Regions from separate parts of the Mus musculus genome. Here region 1 is linked to region 2. The links are chromatin contacts, called in public Hi-C maps. All regions are on one chromosome and are shown on one strand. Each heading gives the region's core, a stretch centred on a gene start, on an enhancer-like site or on the middle of the called end of the contact. The rest is flanking DNA. Distances are from core to core; before and after follow the strand shown. Region 1 holds the start of Tbx5 (T-box 5). Region 2 holds the start of Tbx3os2 (T-box 3, opposite strand 2).

Region 1 (6,633 bases), core at 905-3,404, 140 kb before region 2:
CCTTCACTCCAAGCTGAAGGAGGCTTCAGAAAGTCTTTTTTTATTGTTATACTTTCCGACCACGCACCACCGCTTGCGAAAGACCCGCTTCAGACAGGGAGGAGGCGGCAAGGCCCCCCACATCTCCCCTGCACAGGCTCTGGGTGATAAGAGAGCTGTCCGTCAAATTTGTCTGAACTCCTGGAAGAGCCAATAAAGATAAGGCGTCGGTATTTTTGGAAGCCATCGGGTAGAAACCCAAAACAAAACAGAAAACAAAAACCTTGTGCCCCTTTGAGAAATGGTCTTTGTCAAATCCAAGAGACCATGCCAGCAATTTTTAAAAAATGAAACCTCCTAAGAGACGTTATTTTTCTACAATAGACAAAAGGCCCAGAATAACCCGCGTCTTGCAAAAATAAAAAACAGGGGAGAAAGAGATATACCCGGAGGATAGAGGATAATAACCCTCTCATCATCTGTTACAGGCATTAAAATGAAACAGCCTCTCCCCAAGCCTAAGCAATACCAATGGAAAATAAATAAATAAATAAATAAATAAATAAATAAATAAATAAATAAAGTAGCCAGGGAGAGCTGGAGGTAGATCCAAATCAGAGAGGGGCCTACAACTCGGTGGCTGACTCTCCACTGCCGGTGGCGGGGCTGTACCCTCACGGATCTTTTTCAGATCGGCTGGCTGCGGGAGAGTGGGGGGTGGGGGCGGTGGTGCAGGCGTTTTCGTGGAGTAATCAAGCTAAAGGGAATGTCTTTGAGCTTCAACGGGGCTGGCTAACTCAAACTGCCAGCCTGGCTCCCAGTCGGACAGCCTAAAATCAGTCCCAGATAAATTCTGGGCTGCAGACATTCAGTGGACTGCTAGGGAAGGAGGTACATTGGTAGGGCAGCCCCGAGTGTTCAACAGAAGAAGATGAAGCAAGCAGTTGAAATTCTTAGTTCAACCCCCTTCCTCAAGGGAGGATTTCTACCACTGCCTCTACCTCAAAACACCAGCAGACCTCAAGTAAGAGATGGCTTCCCACAGTTTTAGCAGCTTCTTAGGCAAAGAAGCCTGCATACCAGCCTGGTTTGAAGCGGCCTGAGACCTAAACCGCCACAGATCGTTTCTGAGGCCCAATTCTTTCTTCCTCTGGCCTTAGGAGCTTGGGGAAAACTGCCATGGGATCCCCCATGATCTTCTCATAACAAAGAAAAACAGGGCTGGAGCCCCACATACGCTCTCCCATTCGCGGCCAGCCATAGGGAGAAACCCTCCGGAACCCTTGCCAGGATCCAGGGAAGCTTAGAGGCCGGCGGAGACGAGCAAGATGTGGTTTGACAGAACCAGGCCGTGTGCCTTGCAAGCCTCAACGCTGCTCCCCGAGTCGCGGCAGCCTCCCGGCGGCTCCCTCTTGCCTTGAAAGGCTCGGGTAAAATCTCTGCAAGCCAGACTCTGCAGAATGCAAGACAGGGCTGGAGTCCGCCATTCTCTGTTTCCCCAGCCGACTGTGGCTGCCTGCTCCCGCCCAAGCCTCCCCGGCCATATGGTAGTACGGTTACCTCGCTCTGTACAGGGGGATGCATTCGCCACCGCCCCTCTTCCTCTTAGCAGGAAAGCCGGAGGCCAGGTGGGGGTGCAGGCATGGTGTCTCTGGAGTTTGTGCTGGGGATTGCTTGCCCAAGCTAGCTGCTACTGTTGCTACAAAGAAGTACCCACCACTAGAGCCTCCCAGCGACTGCCCACCTCCAGCACACACCTCCTCCACTGCTCGCTGGCTGTTCGCTAGCCCCAAATACTTTTAAGTTGTCGGGCTCCAGAACGGCTTAGAGGAACAGAAGACTAAATAGCAGATCTGGGAGCATCCCTAAACCCTACGATCTCAGTGTCCTGCTCTGCTCTTGCACCCCCAGAGAAGAAAAACTGGGAGACTTGAGAGAGACTTGGGAATCAGCCAGCTGTTTTCAGAGAGATGCTTTCAGGGGTTAAAGTTCCAGAATTTGAAGTATGACTTTCTCTCTCTCTCTCTCTCTCTCTCTCTCTCTCTCTCTCTCTCTCTCTCTGACAAACTAACTCAGCTGGGGTGCTCACAAAGTATAGAAAATGCTTCTCTAACTGGCTCCCTCTTCTCTCTCTCTCTCTCTCTCTCTCTCTCTCTCTCTCTGTGTGTGTGTGTGTGTGTGTGTGTGTGTGTGTGTGTGTGTGTGTGTGTGTCCTCTCCTCCCCTCCCTCCCTCCTCCCACCACCTTTCCCACTTTCTCACTAGATATACCCCAAACTCTTGAACCACTATAGGACCTGCTGATTCCCCACCCCCACTCCCTTTCCACTTCCCATCCTCTTTACCCTCCTTCCATCTCTGTTGACTGCTCTGAGCCAGTGGTTGCAGGGAGGAAAGAAAAAAAGAGAAGGAAGAGGAAGGAAGGAAGGAAGGAAGGAAGGAAGGAAGGAAGGAAAGAAGGAAGGCAGGCAGGCAAGCTACAGTAATCAAGGCAGAACTCTGGGAGCCCAGCAATTTCAATGGCCCAGCCCTGCAGAGAACCAAGACTGGATGCATTAGGCGTGTGCACACACCCATGGGCCTCTGCAGCCTCACCCGATTTCTGTCTCCAATGCTGACCTCAGACAGAGAGTGGTGTGACCCTGCCTGGCCCCTTGCAGAGCCAGGACTAGCTGCCTTGACATCTCTCCTCCACTTCAGACTCATTGTCCCCCACCCTACCCCACTCCAAGCTCTCTAGGACTTGGGGGAGAAGGTGCCTTAGGATGGGGGAACCAAGATCAAAGATGCCAAGAAATTGTTGTGTGTGCCCCCTCCTCAAGACACACACTGGAGTGTACACAGAGCAGTGCCCAGTTTTATTAAAATAATCAGTCACTGAGGGCTGGCTGGGGGTTTCAGCTGCCAGCACTCCTTGGCCTGCCCTTAGCCTCTCTGAAGTCTGCAGTTCAGAGGGTGAATAAAAGCAGCCCACAGCAGAGGCACTGGAAGTAGCTCTTGCTGTAAGCAGAACCAGGCCGGGACAAGCACAGAATGTTGCTTGAAACAAATGCCCCAAATCACATTCTGTTTCCCTCTTCAGCTTCCTTGTATTCTCTAAGTACAGGGAGTCTTTTCTGGGACTCTAATTAGAAACTACATCCTTAGAGCCAAGGACTGGAGAGAGAGAGAGAGAGAGAGAGAGAGAGAGAGAGAGAGAGAGAGAGAGAGAGAGAGAGAGCCCATAGGACTCCGGCAACATTGTAGCCTCTGTGGCTGCAAAATTTGCAGGCTGCCCTTGCAAAAACTTCAGTGGACTTTGCAGTTGTAAGCGTGGGGGCAGCTAGGGGCAACCCCACTCTCTAGTTTCCAGGTCTGTTTTCACACAGACCCTGGCCAAGGCCAGCTATTTATTTGTGCAAACACCTTCGTCACGCGCTTCTAAAAAGTCAGCTAGAAAGCCTTTGGGGTTGAACAGAGAGGCAACCTCAACCTTGGGTGCAGGACTGAAAGCTGAAAGCCGGTTGAGAGCCTGCATCTCTGGTTGAAGCATAGGGGAAATCCAGACAGACCTCGCCAATCCCTTTTACATTCACAGAGATTTGAGGATAAAATTAATCCCCATAAATAATCAGCAGGCCCTTCCCGAGAGGGAAAAGCTGGCCTTCCCCAAGCAACAACCCAGCCAGAAACACTTCCTTCCTTGGGCTTAGATGGTGCACGAAGCCAGCCACCACTCAATGTTGTTTTCTGTATTTTGCTTACAAACTGGCACACGAGATCCAGTCTTCCAGGTGATAGAAGATAAAAATCCAGTCAGGAAGGGGTTCAGCCAGGCTTAGGTAGGGTGGGAAGCAGAGGCTCTGGGGAAAATTAAGGCCGCCCTGAAGATAGATATCTGTCCCTCCCTTTAGTTTTCCCCCAACAAGACTCACCTCCAATAACCTCACTCTTTCTTCAGCCAAAAAGCCAAAAGGGTTTGCTCACTGAGGCGAGGTAGCTCACAATGAGTTTTGAAAAGACATCACCTCCCCCCCCCCCGCAAAGACACCCCCCCTTTAAAACGAAGACTTCTTCCAGGGTCTGTCAAGAAAAGCAAGTACCTCCCAGCTCGCCGTTGGTTTGTGGTCTCCGACAAATTAAATATTACTGTTTATTGCCAGGCATACCCCAATAAAATAAAGAGGCAACCAGGCGATAGCGACTATCTCACCAGCCGCTGGTCCTATTGGGCGTGGAGACGTCACAAGTCACGCAACCAGCCCGCGCCTTGTCACGCTGGACTGGGGGGCAGTGGCGGGCAGTGGCGGGAGGCTGGGTTCTCTCCCCATCTTCGTTTATCAAGGTCTACTGGAAGACACAACTCCAGCATGCCTGGACCTTGGGGGAAATAAAGAAATAAATAAACCCAGAGCCCCCTGGAGTAGAGAGTGTGAACAGGAGACACAAATAGAAGCAAAATCGATTCTCTTAGAGAGATCAAGAGAAGTGAGGACCGAGACCACTTTAGCTCCCATTTGTAAGGAAACCAAGGTTTCCTAAGGTTCGTTGCAAAAGGTAAAGGCTTCTTACTTACACAGTTTTATTTTTCTGTCGAGGAGGCCCTTTTAGCTGGTTACATTTGGGGTGCCATATCTCATGCCCAGTGCTGAAATAAGTACTGGTTGCTATCTTAGTGGATATTAGATATCTTAGATGTCTGCCAAGGTTCCTTGTAGAGAGAAAGGCCATTCGGTCTGCCGCTCCTTCAGTGAGATCCGGGGATGCAATGGGTCCCAGAGTGGCCAGACGGGGGCGGGGTGCGAGTGTGTGGTGGGGCGGGGTGGGAGAAGGGGTAGAGACGGGTGCACTGTGCAGAGGGAATTTTTTTTTCAGCGCCGGATCCTGCAGAGGGGCGAGGCGCTCTATTTTGTTTTGTGGAAATCGGCAATTATTTCTAGTTGGATCAATGGGCATAATTTCTGAGAGGTCGGGTGGGTCTGCGTAAGCTTCTACGCGCATTTGGAAACCCATTGGGTTTTGAGTTACGAAACCGCACAGACTTTCTCCCACCCCAGCGGCTCCGGGCAATAAGCTAGGCCTGCCCTACACGGAGCAAGCGAGCGTCAGGCCTTCCCGAGGGTAAGTTTCTCCTCCCGCCGCCCCCACCCCAACCCCCGCGTTGCGGGCCCCAGGAGAGCCAGACATTCCATCTGAACTTGTCCTGGGGTTTTGCGATCCCTGAAACTTTAGGATTCCCAGAAGCATGACCCGGTTCTGGTCGCAGTCCACCGAGGATTGGAGCGGCAGTGACACGGGCGGCCCTGCAGCGGTAGAGCCAAGGTCAGGCCCCAAGGGACAGCGGGGCAGCAGCCTGCAGCACAGATGCAGGACACCAGCGTGCATCCCTGTTCTCTTCCCCAAGAGTCCAGGCTGCCCGGCCTGGTGCTCCAGCTTTGCTTTCGTTTCCCAGGCGAACGAGCCCCAAATTCACGTTTTCACCCAAGAATGCAATCCAGAATCCTTGTCCCCGTATTCGAGTAGGGTGACCAGGAGAACCGAGGTGGGGGCAGGAAACCCAGACCGAGGGTGCCCCGCGAGTGGGCCGAGTTCCTTTCACTTTCCCCCATTGCTCCGCAATTTCGGGTGCAACTACCTGGGCCAAGCCCAGCTTCAGAGACTGGCCCCGTGCTCTGGAGAAAGCAACCACCACGGGAAGAGACTGCAGCCTCAGCGTCTCCTTGTCCGCTTCACCCTCATCCTCTGTGCGGGAGAGGGCAGCAACATACACGCCTGGCACCTTCCTTCTTTCCAAGAGTTGCGCTTTCCTAACCCTGCTCCCCGCTGGTTTTTCTCATACTTCCTTGCCCCCTTTTGCAAAATTTCCGCCTTGATCTTAAATACCTCGAAAGATAGGAAGACCCGGAATTCTATTAAAACAAAACAAAACGTAATGAGCCATTGCTGTTATTTGTATTATTACTATTGCTATTATTAGTATTCGTATTATTGCTATTCCTTACATTTCCCCCTTTAATTTTAGAGTAAAGCAAAGAGAACACGCGGGAACACAGACTTAGTTCAGTATCCCTCCCCAATGGCCCTGTCCCTGCCTCCTTTGGGTCTCCTCTGGGGTCAGAAAGTAGAGAGGAGAGCACACAGGCCTGGGAAAACTAATAAGAATTCTAATGACAATAGAAATGACGAGAAAACTAAACTTTGGCCAACTTAGATTGCAGAAGGAAGACTCCTTGGGAGGGTGGGAAGGTTTTTTTGTTTTCTTGGTTTTTTTTTTCCTCAGGAGGTCACTTTCCCTCTTGCCCAGTGAAATCTGACTTTATTATGTGGGTTTTTTTTTCCAGGATTTCAGGAAGGTTCTTTCCAATGTTTTATTCAGCTTCCAGCCTCTCAGCTTTGGGCCTTCAGGGAAAGTGTTGACTAGGTTCGCAATTATTCAATATTCAATATACCCTTCTAATATCCCTCTGGTTATGATTATTGCTCTTGACCGAGTGGGTGGACAGGTTGTTTTGTATTTCAAATCAAGGAGATAAGACATGGATATGTTTCTGTAGACAACAAGCTGTTCGAGGAGTCCTCACTCCCTCAAAGTAGCAGTTAGGTGACTGTAGAACTCGGTGGTAAAGGACATGCTGTCCAAATCCCGCCCCCCCCCCCAATTTCGGTGGTCATCAGT
Region 2 (6,953 bases), core at 3,483-5,982:
AGGCCCGACTGTTTCTGTGTGTGCATGAGACCATATTAAGCAGATAGAGACGCAGGCCCACAACTACAATAATAACAGCTTCCGTCAAGCTCCCTGAGTATCAGCCCCAGGGCTCTGGGCTCTATCCATGTCATCTCCCTATGACCCTATAAAGCAAAGATAGTTTTATTGGTTTTTTTTTCCCCCTCCAGTGTTGTAGATCAAACCCAGGGCCTTGTTCAGGCCAGGAGAGTTCTCTGCCCCTGAGCTACACCCCAACTTGAGCGGTCTTGTTTTAAGAGGAGAGAACTGAAGACTCTAGAGAGTTTAATCGCTTTCTAGGGCCACATAAATCAAAAGCAAACTGGGGAGTTAAAGACACCAATATCTGACTCCAAGGCAGGTGGCGCAGCATAGTTATTTATATAATTCCAGCTCCGGGGAAGCAGAGGGAGAATTAGAGAGTTCTAGGCTAGGCTGGGTTACATAGGGAGACTCTGGCTTAAACAAGGCAAAACCAAACCAAACAAAAATTAGAGCCCCCAAATTTTACTCTTTGCAGTGGGGTGGGTTGTCACGAAAGGCTTTGTCAGATTCCCATCTTACAATTCTGCTTAGTTTTATCTCTGAATACACACGCGTCCATTGTCGCCTTGATATTTTTGCATGTTGAGCGAGTGGTGGTTTTGGAAGAACACGAGGGGCTGAGCAAACCCCCGGCTGGACAGGGTTTGTGGAAGCACAAAGGTTAATGACCTGCAACACAAATTGGCTGGCTGGAGCGGTGGTCTCTCTGCCCCTGGGGCTTTGTCCCTGCCCTTCTCTCCTTTGCCGAAGGGCCTTGTTCCGTGGGGACAAAACAAACAGGGGCTGTCAGGACCGAATTGGCCTCTTCAGCCACACAATGAGAAGTGGGAGTGGGAACAATTACTCCAGACACAGCCCCGAGGTTTACCTAAATTATCTGGGTAATTGCCTCCATTTTAAGCTTGGATTTGGGCTCTGAAAATCCTGGAGCTTCAAAATGATAAATAATGAGGTTCTCATTGAGGCCAAAGTCGAGAGGGGGCTGGGGGCAGAGGGGGACAGAGAGGCAGTCTTGGGGGGAGGGGGGACTTGTGGTGAGGTCTTGTTTGGGTGGGAAAGCTTGCCTGGTTCACGGAGAGTCTTCCAGCCTCAGTTTCCTGGGCTGGTCCTCAAAAGTGGGGGGGGGGGGTCACTTGGAAATGGGGGTGGGGGAGAAAAGGGGAAAAGAGAAACTGAGGAGAAAGGTGATCAGAGGTGTGGGGGGAGGGAAGGGGAGGGAGGGGAGGGAAGGGGAGGGAGGGGAGGGAAACAAGACAAGAAAGAATGGGAATAAAAGAAAGAAAAGAAAGGAAGAGACAGGGGTGGAGAGGGAAAAGAGAGGTGAAGAAGTCAAGGACAGCTCTTGGTGTGCCCTGACTTTGTATAGGATGAAGTATTAGCTTCAGAAAGGAATAAACATCCCCTGTCTCCTCCACACAGCCTGAAAATAAGTGTATACGTGTACATGTATACACACACACACATACAAATGCACACATGCACACACATGCATACACAGATACACATACACATGCACAATGCACACATGCATACGCATGCACACACATATACACAGACACACATACACATGCACACATGGGCACATGCATACAAACATGCACCCATGTGCACACACATGCACACATGCATACACAGACACACATACATGCTCACGCACATGCATACACAGACACACATACACATGCACACACACATACACACACAGGCATGCACACAGACACATGCATACACGCACATAATGCACATGCATGTGTGCACTCACACACACACAGAAACATCCCAGGGAGCTTTAGCCTTTGTCTCCCAGCTTCAAGCTAAATGGATCACTCTTGTTCCATCTCCCACCCTCCTTGATCAACCTTTAGCTGGGTTGTTTTCAACAGAACACAATGTGCAAGTGAGTGAGCGTGGTCAGGTTTCATTTGAACTTGACTGAGTAGTTCTATGTGTGTACTGTTCATTGAGAAAAAAATTTCCTTCCATTCCAAGGGTGGTGGTGCATGCCTTTAATCCCAGCGTTCAGGAGGCAGGGGCAGAAGGATCTCTGTGAGTTTGAGGGCAACCTAGTCGGGAGAGAGAGAGAGAGAGAGAGAGAGAGAGAGAGAGAGAGAGAGAGAGAGAGAGCCTGTTTTTTAAAAGGGCAAAACAAAACAAACGTCCCTCATGCATCTGGAAGGTAAAGTGGAGGGTTCTGGTCCGCACCAATCACCCTAGTGCTTAGGATGAGGACCCGAGGCTCTGAGGCGAGCTAGGCAGTATAGTGATGCAGTCTCTAAAATGAAACTTGATCTATTGTCCCCAAATCAAAATAAAACTGTAAGCAAGGGGCTGGAGAGATGGCTCAGCAGGTAAGAGCACTGACTGCTCTTCCAGAGGTACTGAATTCAAATCCCAGCAACCACATGATGGCTCACAACAACCGTAATTAGATCTGATGCCCTCTTCTGGTGTGTCTGAAGTCAGCTACCATGTACTTATTCATTATTATAATAATAAATAAATCTTTGGCCCAAAGCGAGCAGGGACTGGGCAAGCAGAGTCGTCTGGAGCGAGCAGGGTTGACCGGAGTGAACAGAGGTCCTATATTCAATTCCCAACAACCACATGAAGGCTCACAACCATCTGTATAGCTACAGTGTACTCATATACATAAATAAATAAATCTTAAAAAAAAAAACTGTAAGCAGGGCTGGGGACTTGGCTCAGTTAGCAAGGTGCTTGCCCTAGCACACATGCACAAGCTCTGGGTCTCATCCCTAGCACCACGTAAACTGGGTATGGTAGCAAATGCCCATGATCTAGCACTTGAGACATGGAAGCAGAAGGATAGAGTTCAAAATCATCACCAAATCGGAGGTCAGCCTAGACTATGGGAGACCTTGCCTTCGAACCAACTAACCAATCAACCAAATGTAACCTTCCTTATCAGTGTGAAAGCAAGTGGTGGGTACTGTCAGCCTGTAGGTCATGTCCTGTCCACCCTGTCAGTGTCTCCTTGTGCCCACAGGGAGAACAACAAGGCGTGCTAGAGAGACAAATGGTTTGAAGCAAAAGGAGAAACCGGGATGCAGAGGGTAATCTTTTATATTGAACACTCCTACAGGAAACCTTTTTTTTTTTTTTTTTTTTTTTTTTTCCGGCTGGCCCATCATGAACCAGGACTGGACAGGAGTCCCAGCCCAGTCCTGAAGTTCAGCAAAGGCATTCTGGATGAAGTGCCAATGATGACCTCAAGAGGGCGTGCCTGAGGGACTCGGACTCAAGCAGTGGCTCCTAACCAGGGCTGATGCTGTCAACGTGGTTCAGGGCAGCATCCAAAGACATCTTAGGTTGTCTCCCAAAGCGTCTGTCTAGTGGGCAGATACCAGAGCTAAATGGCACTACCCCTTCCTGAATTCATAGACAGGACATCCCTGAGCTCATAGAACCAGCCAGTTGTCACCAGTGCCCAAGTTTGAAACCTAGGCTGAGGGAGCACTGGGAGAAGGAAGGTGACAATTTGGCCTTGAAATAGCTTGCTTCTGAAGAGTCGGGTGGCGTGCAGTTGAGAAAGGAGAGGCCAGGTCACTCCTGTCCGAGGAGGCCACTGAAGATGATGCTGTTCTATGATCATAGGACTTTTTGAAACGTGCTTCCGAGCAGGACTTTGGGATCATTCCCACTATTGGATAACTGGTAAGTTTGAGGTGAAGCAGACAGTGAATTTGATGAGCTCCAGATACGAGGATTGTGAAAGAGGGAGTCAAGGATAATCATTTAGAGACATCCACAGGAACCCAGTGGTCCAAGGACAGCTTAGAGACAATGAGCAGAAAGGTACAACCTGGGCATCATTCATCCTACAAGACCGTCATCTTCATCCTCACACAAGCTCCAAAAATTCTCTGCCATCAAGTTACATGCTGGTCCTTGGAGTATTTTAATTATCTAATAAATCGATAAAAATAATTAAATGACAAAATTAATAACTAAATCAATTAATCATAATAAAAATAATTAATAGAATAATTTAATTAACAAGTATGTATACAATGTATGTGAGTGTAAGCATGTGGATATAGCTCAGAGGACAGATTCTGGGAGTTTGAGTCTCCTTGCAGCTTATGAAGTACCCCAGGCTGGCCAGACTGTGACTTTCAGTTCTGACCTCCACTCCCACGCCCCATCTCCCCGTAGGAGTGCTGTGAGCTCAGATACATTCCTCCACATCCGACTTTTAAAAACGTGTCTTCTGAGGTTCACACTCAGCTGCCAAGCTTGCTCTGCCGGCACTATACACTCACCTCATGGCATAAGAGATGTTACACAACTTGATCAAGGTACCAAAGCAATATTGTAGCAAGGTACAAAAACAGGTCCTGTTGTTTTTATTCTACATCGTATCTTTGTGCCTCAGTACCATGTTTCCCTCCTTCCCTTACTTTATTTTTGTGCAACTTGGCATAGAATCTAGGGGCAAGCTCTACCATCCACCCCCAGCCCTCTTTCTTATTTTTAAGAGACTTGTTCTCTGCATTCGAAAAATCTCCGTGAACTTCTCCGGTGCAACCAGCAGATGGCAGCAAAGGAGCGGCTTAGCGAAGCCATGGGCGCCTGACTCACGCTGGCCGCAACTGCTCATAGCTTTTTCCCAAGGGAAGAACCCAGAAGCAGCTCAGGTAGAGTGCAGTTGTCGGTTGCCCGGTCCTGTTTTAACCTGAAGAAATCGAGAAGCGCCAGGAGGGTGCCGCTCCCATTCCAGTCATCTCCAAAGTGGTCCTGTTTAAAGACAGAGCAAAGGACCTGTATCCTCATCATCTGGAGAGGCAGACACCTACCTACACTTTATGACCTGCCTTCAAGAAAATCCTGGGGGCAGGCTCGGAGTGGAAGAGAGGTTGGTGTGGCATTTGTCTTGAGAAATGGGTGGTGTCTGGTGGGCAGGCTGGAGTCTCTTGAGTCAAGCAGGCAGCTTCCGATTTCATGGATGGTATTTTTGAAACAAATCTTGGGGCTGAGCAGGATACAGCCGGGCTGAGCTTACTCGTGGGGTAGCGAAGAGGCCTTCCTCCCCAGTAATCAGAAGGAAATAAAGAAAAACGGACCATAGATGTCCCCTTTGTTTCCTGAGCGTTTCTTTAGATGGTCATGGATTTTTTTTTTTTATGATAAGTCAAAAATTACACAGTAGTGGAGAAAGGTAGAAAACACACCCAGGCTAGCCTCTACCTTCTTCCTAATTCGAGGTCCTCTGTGCAGGCTTGGCTTGGGGGGGGGGGAGCCAATTACATATCACTGAAAGTGTTCCTGCGTTTTTGTTTTTTCTCATCTTTGCTCTGACTTCTATACAGGTGTTCCCCCAGGCCCCAGAGTAGCCTTCCTCCAACATCCACACAGGTATTTCCCAAAAGCCAACCCCACCCCACCCCACCCCTCATGTATGTCTTAGTGGAGAAAGTTTGGGATCCCAGAACTTGGAAGAGTCTGACGCAAGAGCACTGAGATTTGGTGGGGAGAGGGGTCCACGTGGGATGCAGGAGAAAAGGCTGTCATCAAACAAGATACCATCAAACAGAAAACTAGAATGTCCTGAGAGGGTTGGAGGGGGCATGGAGCAGAGGAAACCTGGCTAACCTTGACAGTATGGTGAACATTGAAGCCACATCCCCCCCACTCCACCCAGTCCCAAGCCGGGACCCCAGAAATCTCCCCACAAAAGGGCCTCCCCTACAGTTTCCTATACCTTCCACCCTGGCCTCTAGTGAGAAGTAATTTTGTTTTATGAAAAGTAGTTGCTTTTTATTGCCTGGGATAGCCTAGAGAGGGTGACCCTCCCAACAGGAAATTAACAGAGAACTCATTGAGGGTGATAATGACTGCTCATAATCATTCGGCTGATAAGTTAATATAACTGATTAATCAACTAATTATACAGTGCCCGAACACACCTACTTCCTTCAGCCTTCCCATTTAAAATAAGCAGGCTAAGACCAGGCGCTACGAGTGGGAAGTGGGAAGTGGGGAGTGGGGTGTGTGTGTGCTAAAGTTAAATTTAACCTAGGCAAGCCCCAGGCTGAAGGCACCATCTTAAATCTTAAGTCCAAATGTTCCTAAACCCCATTGGTTATTGTCCCCTGAGCAGTGTGTGAGTAGGTCATTGGTTAGGATCACACATCTCCGAGAATCTGAACTTCTACTGCCCTTTCAGAAGGCTGTGCACATGTAAACTACATTTTCTGTGTAATTTTCACGGGCTCCTCAAAAAATAGCCCTATAGAATAGCCAGTGAGCTCAGAGTAGCTGACCTTGGGGAGAGCAGGCTGGGCTGGGCCGATAGAGGGGTTGCTTTTCCTGTGTGGTGGCTCCTGAGTTGTTTGGTTATGGCACTGTCTTTCCAAACCTGCTCTTCCCAAGGCTCTCTGCCAGATTGGGAGAACTGGGAGATAGCTAGAGCTACTGCCAGGGTGAAGAATGCCTCTTCTAGGCACAGAGAGATTTAAAAAAAAAAAATCCTACAAGATGCTGGTTCTGGGGACTGAGATAAATGAATGACAGCCCCACAAAGGTGACCGGAAGGAAGGAAGGTCTACCCGAGGGTCAGTTTGGTGTCCATAGTGTCCTTGACACTTGGAGACTTTGGTGAGGCCAAGAAAAATGCTGGTGTGAAAGAATACAAGTCCAGGGTTGGCTCTGGGGTCCTGGGGAGGACAAACCACCGCTCTGGGGACCAGACAACTCAGCAATCCGAAACCAGAGCCCAGGTCATTAGCAGGAAACCAAAGTGCCGGGGTATCGAATTTCTAAAAGTGCCAATACTGGGCTGCCTGGGATCCTAGCACTGGTGCAGCTGGTGGTAGGGGCATGTGAAAAACCAGATGGCACCATCAGTCGGTACCCTGTTCTAAAGA

The links. A called contact is a pair of places that touch in the nucleus more often than the background predicts.
Region 1: a Hi-C map of embryonic cerebral cortex shows a contact between it and region 2, with 5 times the contacts expected there. The contact joins the promoter of Tbx5 here to the promoter of Tbx3os2 in region 2. A contact is called at or near these places in 1 of 39 promoter capture datasets (cranial neural crest), 7 of 484 Hi-C or Micro-C datasets (cerebellum, cerebral cortex, cortical neurons and 4 more), 6 of 115 datasets of contacts at active chromatin or transcription factors (astrocytes, embryonic forebrain, embryonic hindbrain and 3 more) and 1 of 9 other capture datasets (liver).

What each region holds. Positions count from the first base shown.
Region 1 is chr5:119,830,184-119,836,816 of GRCm38.p6, reverse strand. Tbx5 (T-box 5) reads right to left here and starts at 2,154. Exons shown (of 9, transcript NM_011537.3): 1 at 1,540-2,154. It overlaps Gm5563 (predicted gene 5563), which reads left to right and starts at 4,831. Exons shown (of 3, transcript NR_169213.1): 1 at 4,831-5,078.
Region 2 is chr5:119,688,997-119,695,949 of GRCm38.p6, reverse strand. It overlaps Tbx3os2 (T-box 3, opposite strand 2), which reads left to right and starts at 4,732. Exons shown (of 3, transcript NR_040416.1): 1 at 4,732-4,942.